2 separate regions of the Macaca mulatta genome follow, and region 1 is linked to region 2. Evidence: chromatin contacts called from public Hi-C data. All regions are on one chromosome and are shown on one strand. Each heading gives the region's core, a stretch centred on a gene start, on an enhancer-like site or on the middle of the called end of the contact. The rest is flanking DNA. Distances are from core to core; before and after follow the strand shown. Region 1 holds the start of DUSP5 (dual specificity phosphatase 5). Region 2 has its middle 54 kb from the start of SMNDC1.

Evidence for each region. A called contact is a pair of places that touch in the nucleus more often than the background predicts.
Region 1: a Hi-C map of blood shows a contact between it and region 2, with 2.1 times the contacts expected there. The contact joins the promoter of DUSP5 here to the enhancer-like site in region 2. A contact is called at or near these places in 4 of 14 Hi-C or Micro-C datasets (CD4 T cells, blood, fibroblasts and 1 more).

Annotation. Positions count from the first base shown.
Region 1 is chr9:122,671,624-122,679,470 of T2T-MMU8v2.0, forward strand. It overlaps DUSP5 (dual specificity phosphatase 5), which reads left to right and starts at 6,468. Exons shown (of 4, transcript XM_001086701.5): 1 at 6,468-7,046. The coding sequence starts at 6,668.
Region 2 is chr9:122,526,130-122,533,412 of T2T-MMU8v2.0, forward strand. No RefSeq gene overlaps it. Among named protein-coding and RNA genes, the nearest start is that of SMNDC1, 54 kb to the left of the region's middle. Within about 2 kb of position 5,067, at least 16 of the 40 cell types and tissues checked have an H3K27ac peak or open chromatin away from gene starts, as enhancers often do. A contact at or near this core is called in CD4 T cells and blood, where this site is marked.

The sequences.
Region 1 (7,847 bases), core at 5,218-7,717, 150 kb after region 2:
TGCCAGGCTAATAACTCTTTTTTGTAGGACCTTTGAACTTTAAGTAAATGGACATGTTCTGCTATATCCTGGTGTCATTCAGGGATTACAAGTAAAGAGTTATGGAAAATAAGCAAAAAGTCTTCTAAGAATCTGGAAAACAGACATTGTAAGGAACAAGGACTGTTATTTTAGAAACCAGAAAGTGAGGAAGGGATAAGATCACCATCTTCAATATTTCAAAGAGGGTCTAGATTTACACTGCATTTTTCCAGACCTGAAAGCAAAAGGTAGAAGACACACGGAAGTCCGTTTCAGCGATGTGACCTTGGCCAACTGTAAAATAGGGACAAAAGATAGTACTTACATCATAGGGTAGTCGTGAGGATTAAGTCCTAAGGACATATCTAGCATCTCGTAAAATGCCAGGATACACTTGTTTCCTTTTTCGGCCTCATTCAAAAATGTCTCATGAGGCGGTCAGTTCCCCTTCTGGCAAATTTCAAGGTAGAATGATAATTCCTTACTGCCAAAATTCTGAGCTTTGGTGCTGCCCATGACTTTTCATTAAAAAACAAACAAACAAACAAACAAAAAACAAAAAAATTGTGGCTCACATGGAGCCTTCGCCATGCTCCAGGAGCGCAAAGAAGGGCTTTATGTAGGTACTTTCTGATCTTCTTATCAGCCCTATGAGGTAGGTATTATTATTATCCTCATTGATTTGTTTCGTTTTGTTTTGTTTTGTTTTCCAGATGAGAGAATCATTGCTCACAGAGCTGAAGTAACTTTTCCAAGGTCACACAATCAGTAAGTGGCAGGCAAGGACTGAAATCCAAGTTGTTACCCTCCAAAGTCCCTGCTCTGAGAACTGGAGGGATTCTTTATCAAATCTAAAATCCTCTTTTAGGCCTGTCTGCTCTAATATTCCAGTCTTTATTGATCCTTCTCTTCTCTAAAACTTCAGCTGTCAGTATAAGAAGAAAGGAATTTAGCACTTATTATTGTGTGAACAGCTTCTTGTCTCTCCTGCACTGTAAGTGGGTCTAGGGATTTTTATTCTTTAAATATTCCCCCTGTACTCAGTAGATCTTCGGGAGAACAAGCTTATAGGCTTCTAATAATTCTTTCTCTGACTGCCAGCTGAATTAGACAGAAGGTAAGTCCTGCTGCCGTGTCGTGCCTAACCCCATCTTTATTTCCTGTACTGTTAGAGAACAGTCTTTTCTTGGCTGGAACAAATACTACAGCCTGCTCAACTAGCTAATATGTACTGAGTTCTTAATATGTTCCAAGGACTGCTCTAAGTATTTTATATGTATTAACTCACTGAATTTTAAGTACCCTATGAGCTAAGTCCTATTTTTATCCCCATTTTACAAAAGAGGAAACTGAATGTACCAGTGCATCAGTATTTGAGTAAATGAATGACTTCTTTGCTGATGGATAGTACTATTAGCAACAACCCTACAAATATGATGCTATGTTTGCATCATGCAATACAGCTTTATGTACCTTATGTCATTGTCACTCATCATTAGCAAATAGGGACGAACATCCTTATTTTATAGAAGAGGAAACCATGCCTCTAAGAGGGTGAGTGATTCTCAACAGTCACATGGCATGTGCTATCTGTACCCTTCAGTAAAGAAGGTATTTGTTAAATTCTAGGATCGGGGGCAAGACAGATGGGAGGGTCTCAGTGAGAAACACTCATATTCACAAAAGGTACTAGGTAGACAGATAGATAAATAAACAAATAAATAAACAAACAAACAGAGATAAAAGCTAGTAATAGCAGAGATTTGATGGGAATCCAGATCTTTGATTCCTAGTCCAGTGCTCTTTCCTTTATGTAAGGTGGTGGGAAGCAAGTCTTAGGTCCAGATCTGGCAGCTGCTTTAATTTAGGATCTTAAGCCAGAAGCAGCAGCACCCTAAACAAAAAGCATCATTTTAACTTCTCTGCATTTCCCACATTTTCAACAATGAGCATGCCCCTACTTTCATAATCAAAAACAAACAGAGGGGGCAAAATGCATCCTTCTGAGTGGGCTGGGGCTTGTAGAGGGATCCTTGGATTTGCTCTGGGATGTCTTTGGGCCCCTGCACTTGTGGACACTCTGATTCATCCCCACAGGCCACCTGGTCCACCTTATGGGCTGGGGAGGGCTTGATGGGTGGAGGGAAGCAGAGCTGAGGAGCTGGGGAGGAGCTGGAGAGGACTGCTGGAAGGTTCCACTGAGGTTACAATGAGTAGAACCAGACATGGGAGTTTCCAGGATTCTGCAGACCCGTGAACTCCCTGAATTGTAAGCTGTATGGTGTGTGTGCAGTTTCCAAGGAGGGGGCCCATAACTTTTGCAAAAGGGCACCCCATGACCTTCCAAAAGGTAGCCCCGGATTATAACGATGACCCAAGATATGAGGGTTAGGATGACTGGTCAAATGAGGGCCAAGAACCCTAAAACACTTACTGCCCCTCTGAAAATAACTGGTGCGGGGCAAGATGAATGAATAGGACAAGGTCCTGCCTCATGGACTCACAATATTAATTTAGATCTTGCTTTTTTCCCTGAGCCCATTCTCACCCCCATTCCAAAGTATTTCGGAGACAGGCAAGAGATTAGTTGCTCCATTAAGCCCTTCCATTCTTAGACACTCTCCTCTTCCTCCTAGACCTGTGGCCGATGGACTCCAGGTCCTTCATCTATGGACTGTGCACCCCCAGTTTTCTATTTTGCCTTTTACCCAGTGTCTAGAGCCCTGATTTGTGCTGTTACCAACTTTCTCCCCAGGTGCCTCCTAAAAAGCTGGCCACTCTCATGTCTCAACAAGCACTGAATTCCATTCCACCAACACTGATTCAGCCCTCACCGTGTGAGGGTGTTGTGAGGGAGACACAGATGGTTGGATAAGGCCCCTAAGTCTAGCCTGGGAGGCTGCAGGCTAATGGCAGGACAGATAACACTCACGTGCCAGGCTAGGGGGGAAGGGAAGTGAGAACCCCTAAGAGGGTGACAGCTAACAGGCTGGGGGTTAAGGGGTGGCGTCCTGAACGTGCTCCAGAGCTGTGTGAAGGTGGAGAAGGATTGCTTTACAAAGGATGGGGGTGGTGGGGGGAGGGGTGATGAGAAGGAAGGTGAGAAACGTTAGAGGTGGGTTGTGACCAATTGGCCAGACCAAGGACCTTAGTGTTCCACTAAGGAATTTGGATTTTACCAAGACAGTGCATAGGTGGCATTGAAATTTTTTTAGCAGGGGAGGTGGGCTCTGTGCTTAGATGTAAGCTTAAGACCACATTGTAGAGGATGAGAGAGCAAGGAGGGGGCTTTGAGACTGGGATATGTGATGCTAACGTAGGGTCCAGTGGGGATGGCGGATAATGGGGCCCTTTCACTACAGCAATGGGCAGGACCAGCTACAGAGTTCGTGGGGCCCAGTGCAAAAGGAAAACGCAGGGTCTCCTGTACAAAATTAACAATTTAGTAACAACAGAGCATTAAAACAAGTGGGGGTCCCTTCTAAGTATGGGTCCGTTTGGCTGCGCAGGTCACATACCTGCAAAGCTGGCCTTGGCCGTGGCACTAGGCAGGATGAGTCAGACAAGAGCTCTGGGAAGCCGGGCCCCAGAATTTAGTAATCTGTTGGACATGGGACGTGAGGAAGCAATCCAGCTGACAGATAACCCTCCTACACCGGGTGCCAGGCCACCCTTCTGCTTTCTGGGCACCCTCCTTGGTGTGACCAACTCTAGCTTATTAACATGTATAAACTTCACCCACTCCTCCTTTTCCTGCTACCCTCACCCCAGACCTGCTCCTGTAGAGTTCCTATCTAAAGGTTAAAAACTATGGTGTCAGCTGGGCATGGTGGCTCACGGGTCACACCTATAATCCCAGCACGTTGGGGGCGGGCGGATCACAAGGTCAGGAGTTTGAGACCAGCCTGACCAACATGGTGAAACCCCATCTCTACTAAAAATACAAAAATTAGCCTGGCGTGGTGGTGTGCACCTGCAATCCCAGCTACTCAGGAGGCTGAGGCAGAAGAATTGCTTGAATCTGGGAGCCAAGATCACACCACTGCACTCCCACCTGGGCGACAGAGGGAAACTCTGTCCCCCCGCCCCAAAAAAAAAAAGAAAGAAAGAAAGAAAAAAGAAAAGAAAAATGCTAACTGGGTGTTGGGTGTGGTGGCTCATATCTATAATCCCAGCACTTTAGGAGGTTGAGGTGGGAGGATTACTTGAGGCCAGGAATTTGAGACCACACTGGCCAACACAGTGAGAACGTATCTTTAAAAAAAAAAAAAAAAAATCTTTGGTGTCAGTCTCCAGTTCTCTCTCCCCATCTCACCCCTCCCAGCATCTTACTTCCTCAATGTGCTCCCATTCTTATGGGCTCCCCATAGCTGCTTTTCTGGCAGGCCCATATCAGCTCAGCTCTAGATTACCCATGAAATCCTCCCATCCATCCCCCAGACTCCGGACTCCTCCCCCACTCTCAAATAAAACACTCATCCCGCACACAGCCGCCTCAGCGATGTTCCCAAATGCTATCCGGATCTGGTCACTGAGTAAGATCCCTCATTGGGGACTGTCCGGGCCAAAGACTAAGACCCAATTGAGTCAAACAGCACAAGGCCCTCTGTTGCCTGACCCTGCTTAATCTGCTAATAAATACCAGAAGGGCCTTAGTCTCCCACGTACCTCCAGTACGCACCATGCTGGGTTTTGTGTTTTTTTGTTTTCTTTACCTCAAGCAGTTTCCTCTGCCTGGAATCACCCCTCCTGCTTCGTAGTCTGGCTTACAATTCCTCGGAATTGGCCTCAGCCCTCATCTCCTCTGGGAGGCCTTCTCCAGCCCACGCCCCACCCTGCCACACCCCTGCTGGGCGCTGTTCCCTACGGAATACAGGCCCTCCCCTCCCCTCTGGGCTGGGGGCAGCTGGAGCTGAGTACAAGTCTTACGTTGGTGCCGCCAGCCCCAAAACAAAGCCTGGCCCACGTGGGTGCTCCACGTACGTGTGTGGCTCTGGGCTGAGATATCGGGGGTGGAAAGAGCCGGTAACAGAAACAGAACGTGCTGGAGGAAGAGCAGTTTGCAGGGAAGGCTGGCACAGATAACCACAAAGAGAAAGAAGGCCCCCGCATCACGTCTTCACCAAGACCCCACTGGCAAGGCGAGGACAGCGCCTTTTGGTGAATGCAGCCGTGACCCAGAGGCAATGCCGGCTGTTCTGGTGTCTGATTTGATTGCATCTGATTTCAGAATTTGATCTCTGCTTCCTTCTGAAAACCTCCTTCCCTTATGTCAGTTGTCAACAAGCCCTTGTCTAGTGCGGGCAGACTGTTTTCCATCAAGCAGTCCCAGCCAGGCTAACAATAAAATGGTTGGCAGTGAGCTTGGGGGCAGAAACCTGTTTCCATCCACTTGTCCCCACAGCTAGGGGAGCCCTGGCACACAGCTGACCCTCAATAAATGCTTACTGAATGGGTGAGTTGTGTCTGCTTCCCCAGGAATAGGGGTGGAAGGCCTGAAGCCCCTGGGAACCGGTGGGGGCAGACAGCCTGAGATTAAACTTGATCCACAGATAATCCCCCAAATCCAGAAGCCACCTGGACAACAGTTGGCTGAACTGAGCTCCACCGTGGGATACACGCTGATGCTACTGATGAGTTCACCACGGATTTCCCCGGGACCAGAAAACAGCTCCTCAAAATACAACTTATTATTCTAATCATTATTGGAGAGTGACAGAGAAAAGAGCGTCAATCCTTTGAGGGCAGAATCCATTTAGGGAGATTAAATGGCTTTTCTCACCGCCGACCTCCAACCCCCGTTTTTACTTTTAGAATCTTTATTATGAAAAATTTCAAACATACAGAAAAGTGGAGAAAACAATATAACGAATTCGGCCACCCATCACCCAGCCTCAGCGATGACCAACCCGCGCCCGACCCCTCCAGTCATCCATACCCCACCCCTCGAGGCAAATCTCCCACGTCCTCCCCTTACACGCGCAGACCTCAGTAGCGACAGGAATCCGTTCCGGACTCCTCTGCGGCCCTGGCCGGCTCCCTCGGCCCTGCTCAGCGCGGCACGGGCGGGTTCTCGGCCCACGTCCGTGAAGCCGAAGGCCGGATCATGCGGCGCCGCCCCGCCTCCCACAGCGCTTCCTCCTCGGACCGCACCGCGGGGGTCACTGTGGCCCGGAGCGCCTCGACACACGGCCGGCAGCCGCGGGTGATGCGCGAGTGAGTCCCTCAGCGCAGCGCAGAGGAGAAAACGAGGAGGCGCCTTCCACTTCCTCTTGCTCTAATGCCGGCACCCGCCCCGCAAGTCCCTCGCCCCCGCTGCCCCGCCCCCGGTAGGGCGTGGCCACGGCCCGAGGGGCGGGGAAACACCCATATTTGGCCTTATATGGGCAGCCGCGTCACGGACGGTACTCATTCACATAAAACGCTGCGCGGCCGGCGGAATCCCCGGCTTCTGTGGCGGCGAGCGGCCGGGGTGGGTATCGAGCGCGCGAGGCGAGAACGCGGAGTTGCGCCGCCGCTCGGGCGCCGGGCTCCGTCGCGGCCGCAGCCCCGCGGGTCGCCCTCCCGTGCCTCGCCCGCGGGCATCCTGGCCGTGGGCACCCGCGGGGCGCGCGGCGCGGGGCCGCTGGCCGGCGGCGGCGGCGGCATGAAGGTCACGTCGCTCGACGGGTGCCAGCTGCGCAAGATGCTCCGCAAGGAGGCGGCGGCGCGCTGCGTGGTGCTTGACTGCCGGCCCTACCTGGCTTTCGCCGCCTCGAACGTGCGCGGCTCGCTCAACGTCAACCTCAACTCGGTGGTGCTGCGGCGGGCCCGGGGCGGCGCGGTATCGGCGCGCTACGTGCTGCCCGACGAGGCGGCGCGCGCGCGGCTCCTGCAGGAGGGCGGCGGCGGCGTGGCGGCCGTGGTGGTGCTGGACCAGGGCAGCCGCCACTGGCAGAAGCTGCGGGAGGAGAGCGCCGCCCGTGTCGTGCTCACCTCGCTGCTCGCCTGTCTGCCCGCCGGCCCGCGGGTCTACTTCCTCAAAGGTGAGCGCGCGGGGTCCCTGCCACGCTCGCCCCTCCGGCGCCCCCGGGTCCCTTCCCTGTGCCGGGGCGCCATCCTACACCCTGGGACCGGGAGAGTCACCACCTGCCGGAGTCTGCACTCTGGGGCTTGTTGTGCGCTTGGGAGGGCACTGCAAATGTCAACACTCAGAGCTCCCCCTCTTCCCCACCCGAGTTCCTCGAAAGCGCCTGGCAGCCGGTCTGTCCGCCGGGCTGGGTGGAGTTGGTTATGCTGCGGGGTTGCTGCTGCTTAGCAGTTTGGGGACCGTCGGCCCGTGCTGGGCACGAGCCCCCTTTCAAGACCCGAGCTTCGCCGCTGTCGCTGGGGTCAGGGCTTGGGGCCTTCCTGATAGACTGATCTGGTGGGATCAGCAGGTCGCGACCCCTTCCCCCATGGTGTGGCGCCATGGTGCCCCCCTTCCTCCCGCCTAGCCACCTGTGTCTTCACCGACCCCTCTTGACTTTTTGACCTGGCGAGTCCCTTCCCTTTCCATTTCATTTTATTGCTTTTTATTGTTTCCCTCCGGCCTCTTCTCTCCTAGATCTTTCTCTAGCTCAGTTTGGAGCTCACATCCTTCCCACCCTTTTCACCTCCTCCCTCCTCCGCCCCAGGATTATCCTTGGGACCCATCCTGAGCCGAGCCTACAGCCGGCCAGCCAGGAAATAGAGGTGCGCGGGGGCAGGGTGGTGTGGAGATTCTGCGGCCTTTGATTTGACACCTCCCGGAGCTACCACCACAGGCCTGCCCATTTCACCTGCCAGGAAGATAACTTTGGCTTCTA
Region 2 (7,283 bases), core at 3,817-6,316:
TCTTGGTAAATGACAGAGTCAGAATTTGATCTGGGAATATAAGACTCCAAAGCCCATGCAATGCATTCTTATCGTAATGGTGGAAAACTATGAACAAACTAACTGCCAAACAAAAGCAAAATGAATGAATTATAATATATCCACAACATGGAATGTTATTAGCCATCAAAATAGTGGTTTGGGCTGGGTGTGGAGCCTCATGCCTGTAATCCCAGTATTTTGGGAGGCTGAGTCGGGAGAATCACTTGAGCCCAGGAGTTCAAGACCAGCCTGGGCAACATAGCAAGACCCTGTCTTTACAAATGATTTTAAAAGTTAGCTGGAGGTGGTGGCACGTATCTGTTGTCCCAGATACTCAGGAGTTTGAGGCAGGAGGATCACCTGAGCCCAGGAGGTTGAGGCTGCAGGGACCCGTGGTCATGTCACCGCACTCCAGCCTAGGTGACAGAGTGAGACCCTGTCTCAGAATAATAATAATAATAATAATAATAATAATAATGTTTTTGGAAGACTGCTCAATGACATAGGAAATATTTAGGTTAAAAGTTAGGTAAAAGTAATAAGATAATGTGGTAGTTTTAATAGTGGCACCTAAAAGATCTGTCCACAAATCCTAGAAACCTGTGAATGTGACCTTATTTGGAAAAAGGGTCTTTGCAGATGTATGTAATTAAGCTAAGAATCTTGAGGTAAGATCATTCTAGATTACACAGGCAGGTCCTAAAACAAAAACAAACGTCCCTCTAAGAGACCAAAGGAGGGAAAGACAAATAAGTGTAGAAGGTGATGTGGAGATGGAACAAAGATTGGAGCAATGTGGCTATAAGTCAAGGAATGCTAGCAACCACAAGAAGCCAGAAAAGGCAAGAAATAGATTCTCCCCTAGATCCTTTGGAGGGAGCATGGCCATGCCAACACCTTGCTTTCAGGCTTCTGGTCTCCAGAACTCTGAGAGAATAAATTTCTGTTGCTTTAAGCTACCCAGTTTGTGGTTATCTGTCACACAGCCTCAGTTAACGAGCCCAGATTTCTAGCCACATTTGTCTGCAGACACCTTAGTCTTGTCATTGCAGTCCAGACCCATTGCAATGTGACTCTACCTACAGCTCAAGTAGATAAGCATTCTGGGGAACCTGCCTCAGAAATGCTGTCCTTTCTCCTCAGGCCTGTGTCCCTCGAGTTCTCCATCCAGCCAAGGAGATAAAAAGGCACTTACCCATTTGTCTGATACAAAAACCTGTACTTAATACCACCATTGGGATTTGGTTCAGTCAACACTGACCGCGTACCAAGCACTGGGTTGGGCACTGGGGACACCATGCGGATGTACTTCCACTGGGTAGCGCTTTCAAGTTTGCAAGTCACACCCATGTGCATTTCTCTATTGGACATTCAAATTGCCTATTAAGTAAGTAAGACAAAAAAACTTAAACCTATTTTGCAGATGGGTAAACTGAGGCTCCAGAGATTACAAATGCTTTGTTCAAAGTCATGCAGCAGGGCGAGAGCGTAATCCAAATTTCTTGCATATTCTTTCCATGGTACTAAACTCCCTCTAAGCCCAGTGCTTTTCAAGTTCAGGGAGAGGAAAGTACAAGTAGGTAGGCTCTTAGAAGAGGTAGGAATCGAGCAGTGTTTTGTAAAATGAGTTGCAATAGGTCAGAAATTAACAAAGCGGATTAAATCTGACCCACCTCCTGCTTTTGTATAAAAAAAGGTTTATTAGAACATAGCCTTGCTCACTCATTTACATGTGGTCACACTATGACTGCAGAATTGAGTAGCTGTGATAGAAACTGTGACCTGCAAAGTCTAAAATATTTACTATTTGACCCTTTACAGTAAAACCTGCAAATCCCTACAATAGATGGTGTCATGTGTGGGGCAGGAGCTTGTGGGGGTGGGAGAGGTGAATGCCTACCAGATACGGAAATTCACAGCTCCTGGTTAAAAGTAACATTCAATTCCTTGGAGTGACTATTTTTGTAGTCTTAATAATAGCAAACACTTATATGGTGCTCTTTGTGTGCCAGAAAGTATTTTAACTGCTATACACATAACAATGCTTAATTATTAATTATTATTATCATCCCCATTTTAGAGGTAAGGAAGTAGGTACACAGAGAGATCAAGAAGTATGCCAGAGCTCACACAGCTAGCAAGGGGCAGAGCCAAGGTTCGATGCTGGGCAATGCATGCCAGAGACTGTGTGCAGAGCCCCCCCCATTTACAGCTCACATCCTTAGGAACCCTGGGTATTCATCAATTCATTCGACAAGAATGTATGGAGCTCTGCCGCAGTAAAGACCCAGCTGTTTCTTTCCACGTGGATATTTCCTTATCATTTTCCTGACAGCCCCATACACCCTGATGTGTGACGCCTGCCGCTCACCTGGGAGCAGAAACGTTATTCTCAGGATGGTGACTCTGTTTTGATGCACTGGCCTTGGGAGGTCAAGGAAGCTATGACAGAGCAAAGGCTTTTCCGGAACATAGACAAAGTGCCAAAGCCATGATGCAGTGATCTAAGGCATAGTCAGCATTGAGTAAGGCAGGGAGGGAGGCTGCTGGGCATTGTCATGACGCTGAGAGACTCGTCACTTGGCCATGAGGACATCTCGCTTCTACTGAGGCTGTGGCTCTGCTGAAAGCCACATCATGATTAACTAGAGAGGATGAGAATGCTGGGTGTACCCTCCCCCTCCCCCAGCCTTACCCCCAAGAGTACCAATCAGTTGTATTCAGCTGCCTAAATATCCTATCATAGTTTATTTCCTATCTTCCTGCAAAGGTGGTTGGTGCAAGAAAATTAAGTAGGTGGCATCTTGTCAGGAGACAGAAAATTTCATACTGATTATTTCATCTGAGGTTGGGAGATGGAAGGAGGCTGCTCTGCTGGAGTGTGTTTCAGAAGAAGCAAGGGGCAGGCTGGAACAGGCACCCACCTGCTGGGATGAACTCACCTGGCCCCCGCCCTCCGCCCATCCCTGGGTATCTGTGGTCAGATCTTGCTCCCAGTTGCTGCGGGGATGAGACAAAGGCGGGGTGAGAAACTGTTAAGGGGAATTTGGCTAACGGTGGATAACAGTGCACTCCTTCCAAAACCCCCGCTCCCAGGGCAGCAAGCCTGGGAGGAGAGAAACAGGGTGGACCTCAGGCTTCTTTGTCACATAAATCCTTCCCCTCCCCACCCCAGCAATCCAACACTGAGAAGAAACAGAGGAAGAAGAAAGAATACTTGATTAGGGCTTGCTGGCCCTTGATAGGGAGATAGTCACACACACGTGACAGACGGCGATCTGTCACGGAGTCACAGGTGTCAAGTTGAAAAAAAAGAAAAAGAATACACTCTACCTAAAACTAAATGGAATGAAAGGGAAAATATCGGGTATGAACGGCAGGCTGTTCCCTCAAGACAGCTCCATTATCTGGAGGTGAGTCCAGCGGACAGGAGAGGGCGTTGTTTCAGAGCTTCTTACTCATTCCTGGTGTGTGCAGCCCTCAGGGAACGCCCATCTCAGTCATCTACTCACGATCTTGGCTGACAGCCCCTGGCATTACCTCTGGTGAGCCAGCCGACTGGGAATTTGAGGGAGCCTCACAACTCAAAGAGACAGGCTCATGAGAAAAGGAGGGAGCATCCAGAACCCACTTTAAAGATACACGAGGCGCCCTGGAGGTCTGCGCCTGCTTGGCTGGTGGCTCTGCTCTGAGGAGCTGGGCCCATTAACTGCACCGACCACCTGCTCACCTACCGTTTGTGCCTGCAGGCTAAATGCTTAAGCAAGCTCCCAGCTGCGCTCAGGCCTGGACAGGATTTCAGGAATGAGTGGCCCAGGGGGCATTTATTCCTATGCCCTGGTCCAAACCTCCAGATGCCACCATTTGTTTAAATCAGCAAGGGATGGGGGACAGCCTCCACATGCCAGGCCAAATGCACTAAGGACCCAGGCCCTGCTCACACGGAGCTTAAGGTCTCATAGAAGCACATGGACCTGAAACAAATAAATACAAAATTGTAAGTGATTCTATATGCCATGAAAAAAAAGAGCCAGTTGCCAACGGGGATGGTACCAGGAGATCTCAGTTTGCTGGGGCTCAGAGGAAGTATCCAGGCAGCTGTGCAGCTTTGGGGTCATGGTGCGGGGGGCGGGGGGATGCTGAGGCTGGGGGAGGGAGAAGCTGTGGAGGAAGAAGAAGCCCCACCTGCAAAGCACACAGCTTGGGGCACCAAGCAGACCCCAACCCAAGGTGGGTAGGAAAGGAGAGAGCGAAGTGAGAGGACAGGACCTCAGCTAGGGCCCAATCAGATTTGACTCTTTCTGGGATTTCCCCAGGGCTCAGGTCTCCAGCTACCAAACAGAGCAGCCCAAGTTCTTTCTCAGGAGCTTTGCATATTATTTGCTTACAACTTCTCTTGCTTTCTCTCTCTCTCCTTTATATTTCTTACTGCATTTATACGCACATGCTGTGGGAGTCTTTTTCCTGTCTGTGTTTGTATTTCAAAGCCATCATATCTTGCCCTCCCTGAGCTGCACTAGGCAAAAGTAAGTGTCTGGGATAGACCAAAAGACATAAGAAAGACCCTCTGAGGGGCCCTAACTTGGGGTCTCCTTCCCCTGAAGACCCCCCTCTCTGTCCAGTGCTGAAGGCAAAGCTGTTACAGTAGAGAAAGGGAGGCAGTCAAGAGCTGGATCTGAGGCCAGTTGGGTGACCTCGCACAAGCTGCTCACCCCTTTGGGATTCGTTGCCTCATCTGTGAAATGAGTGGACTACACTAGGTAATGGGCTCCCTATCTGGGATCTGCAGATAGACTTTAGGCTTTAAGGAATCTAAGAATCCCTAAAACTGTATGTAAAATTTGGTAGACTTGAGTAGGCATTTTTCCGGGGAGGGTTCCATAACTCTCATTCAATTCTCAAAGGCAACCAAGACCCCAAAAACGTTAGGAACACCTGCCCTGGGTGATGTCCACCAGCCCACAGCTTTCAGGATGGTCGACTCAGAAGCCTCATCCGAGGTGCTCTTACTGTAAAGATGAAGAGACACACGCTTCTGTTGCCCAAGAGAGCAGGGAAATGCTGGGAGCGTTCTAGGCAGGGAAGGGAAGGCAGGCTACAAACAGGAAGCGTTGCTGTGTGCGCATTTCTGGTAAACTGCCTACGTAGACTGCTGAAGGAAGGGGCCGATCTGTAGGGTGTCAACAGTTTGCTGTGATTTCCCTCCCCACCCCCAGGTAAATATCCACTTTTGTACTTAATTTTGTTTTCATACTTTTGTATTCTTCTTATTAAGGAGTGTCCCAAATTGTAAGTCTTTGGGCCCCACACAACATAGATATGCTGCTGGGTCCTGAATATAACCAAGGCTGAGATGGCCTGATGGGCAAAGCACTGTCCGGAGCTGTGGCCGTCAGGGGCTTGGCACGCCCCACATAGGTGCACAGGCGCTGGTCTGACTGGGTGGCTTTCCTTGTCGTCATCCTGGTTTTTGCTTCCTTTCCTTTTCTTTTCCCCTTCCCTTCCCTTTTCTTTTTTCCTTTAATGTGGATTTCAGAAGTGGGGTGAAAATGACCTGAGTGAGTGGCCCAGCTCCATGGGACAGTGGCCCGGTATTTTTGATTTTTGACGTGGGAGTGGCGTCTGCTCTGACTCAACCTGGACCGGCCCAGGGACAACACCTCCTTCGGAGTAGCCGCTTTGTTTCGTTTCGAGCAGCCCAGCTGCGTTCTGCATGACCGAATTGGACACCTCTCACTTCCTCTGAGAACGGAACTTGGTGTTTAGATGACGCGCAAGCCAAGTCAGTTGTGTAAAATAGCACAACTCCACCTTTGGTCTCCCACCCCAACCCCCAAGGCCTAAAAAAAGAAAAGAAACAGAAAAAAGCAACACCTGAGAGGAACTGGGCTTCAAACAAGTAAAGACTTTTATAAGCGCTGCAAGTGCCTCGCTCTGGACTGGAGAGGGGCCGAGGGGGGCTCCCGAGACCTGTAGGAATCTCCAATCAATGCCGTCCTAGCTGGGTGACCTGGGCCAATTTATTTAACATTTCTGAGCCCCTGGTTTTTCATCCTCGCAGGGACAATGACATTCGTGTTTCTGTGAGACATAAGCAGTGTAGCACCTGGCAGGCATTAATGAACTGTTCTCCTCCTCCCAGGGGCCCTGCTATAGGGTCGAGCTACTGAGGCACCTTCCCAGTGCTGGAAATGCTTCCTGCAGACATCTTCCCCCACCCCAAAGGAAGGAGTGGGCCAACGGTCTAAGCTCCAGCCCATGCGGGGGTGGTCAAGCCCTTCAAAGTGGAGAGAAGCCCAGGCTCCAGGTGAGCCCCAGGAGTCTCAGCCCCAGAACCTGGCAAGAAATACAGGGGACAGATGTTTTGGTCTCTGAGCCATTTCCTTCCTGCTCTTAGGCTCGCCTGTGACACGTCAATGAACAAATCCTCCAGGAATGATGCTCCTTTGAAGTCCTTGGCTGAGTAAAAGTAAGCAAAAATGAAAATATATATAAGTCACGTGAGGCGGTGTCAGTTTGTATCGTCTGACTCAACAGCAGTGTTTCTGCTGGGGCACACTCACATGGGCGAAGGCGTGGGGCTGTCCTCCCACAGTCTGGTTTGCCTGAAGACAGCTGAAGATAAACAGGCAGCCTGGAGAAGAACTAGAAGTCAGAGAGCCGGAGCCCGCGCTTCCAGGCTGTGTGAATTTCAGCAAGTCACGGACGTTCTCTGGGCCTCAGTTTCCTGTTTGGGGAGGACTTTTATTCTCGTGGAGAGGTGGCTTAAGGGTTAAGTGAACACCATCTGTCCTAGCGCCTAGCACGTCACAGGTGCTCACTGCATGTCCATTGCCTCCCCTTTTTCTTTTTTTCTCAGTCCCTTCTCTCTGAGAACGAAGTAGCCCATTCCCTGGGTCCCACCAGCCAGACTGAGCCACATCCTGAAGCCTCCCTCTGCCTCACTGCCACACTCGGCGCCACAGAGGCCTGAGACGTCTATTGCCCGAGTGCCTTGCTGTCCAGGTCAACCCTCACTATTGCTCATCTCTGCTCTGGACTCACAACCACCTCCTGTCCAAATTGGTTCTCCTGCCTCCACCCTTGCCCTCTCCCAGCCATGCTCCCTGGGCCACTGCCACCTTTCTAAGCACATGCTGGTCTTCATGGACCTCTGGGATCAGCCCCTGTGCCCCTCTCCAGCCCCCTCTCTCCCAACCTCTCTTGGGCTCTGGTGAATCCAAACCATGGCCTGTTGCCCTCATGTGTCAGCCTCTGTCCCT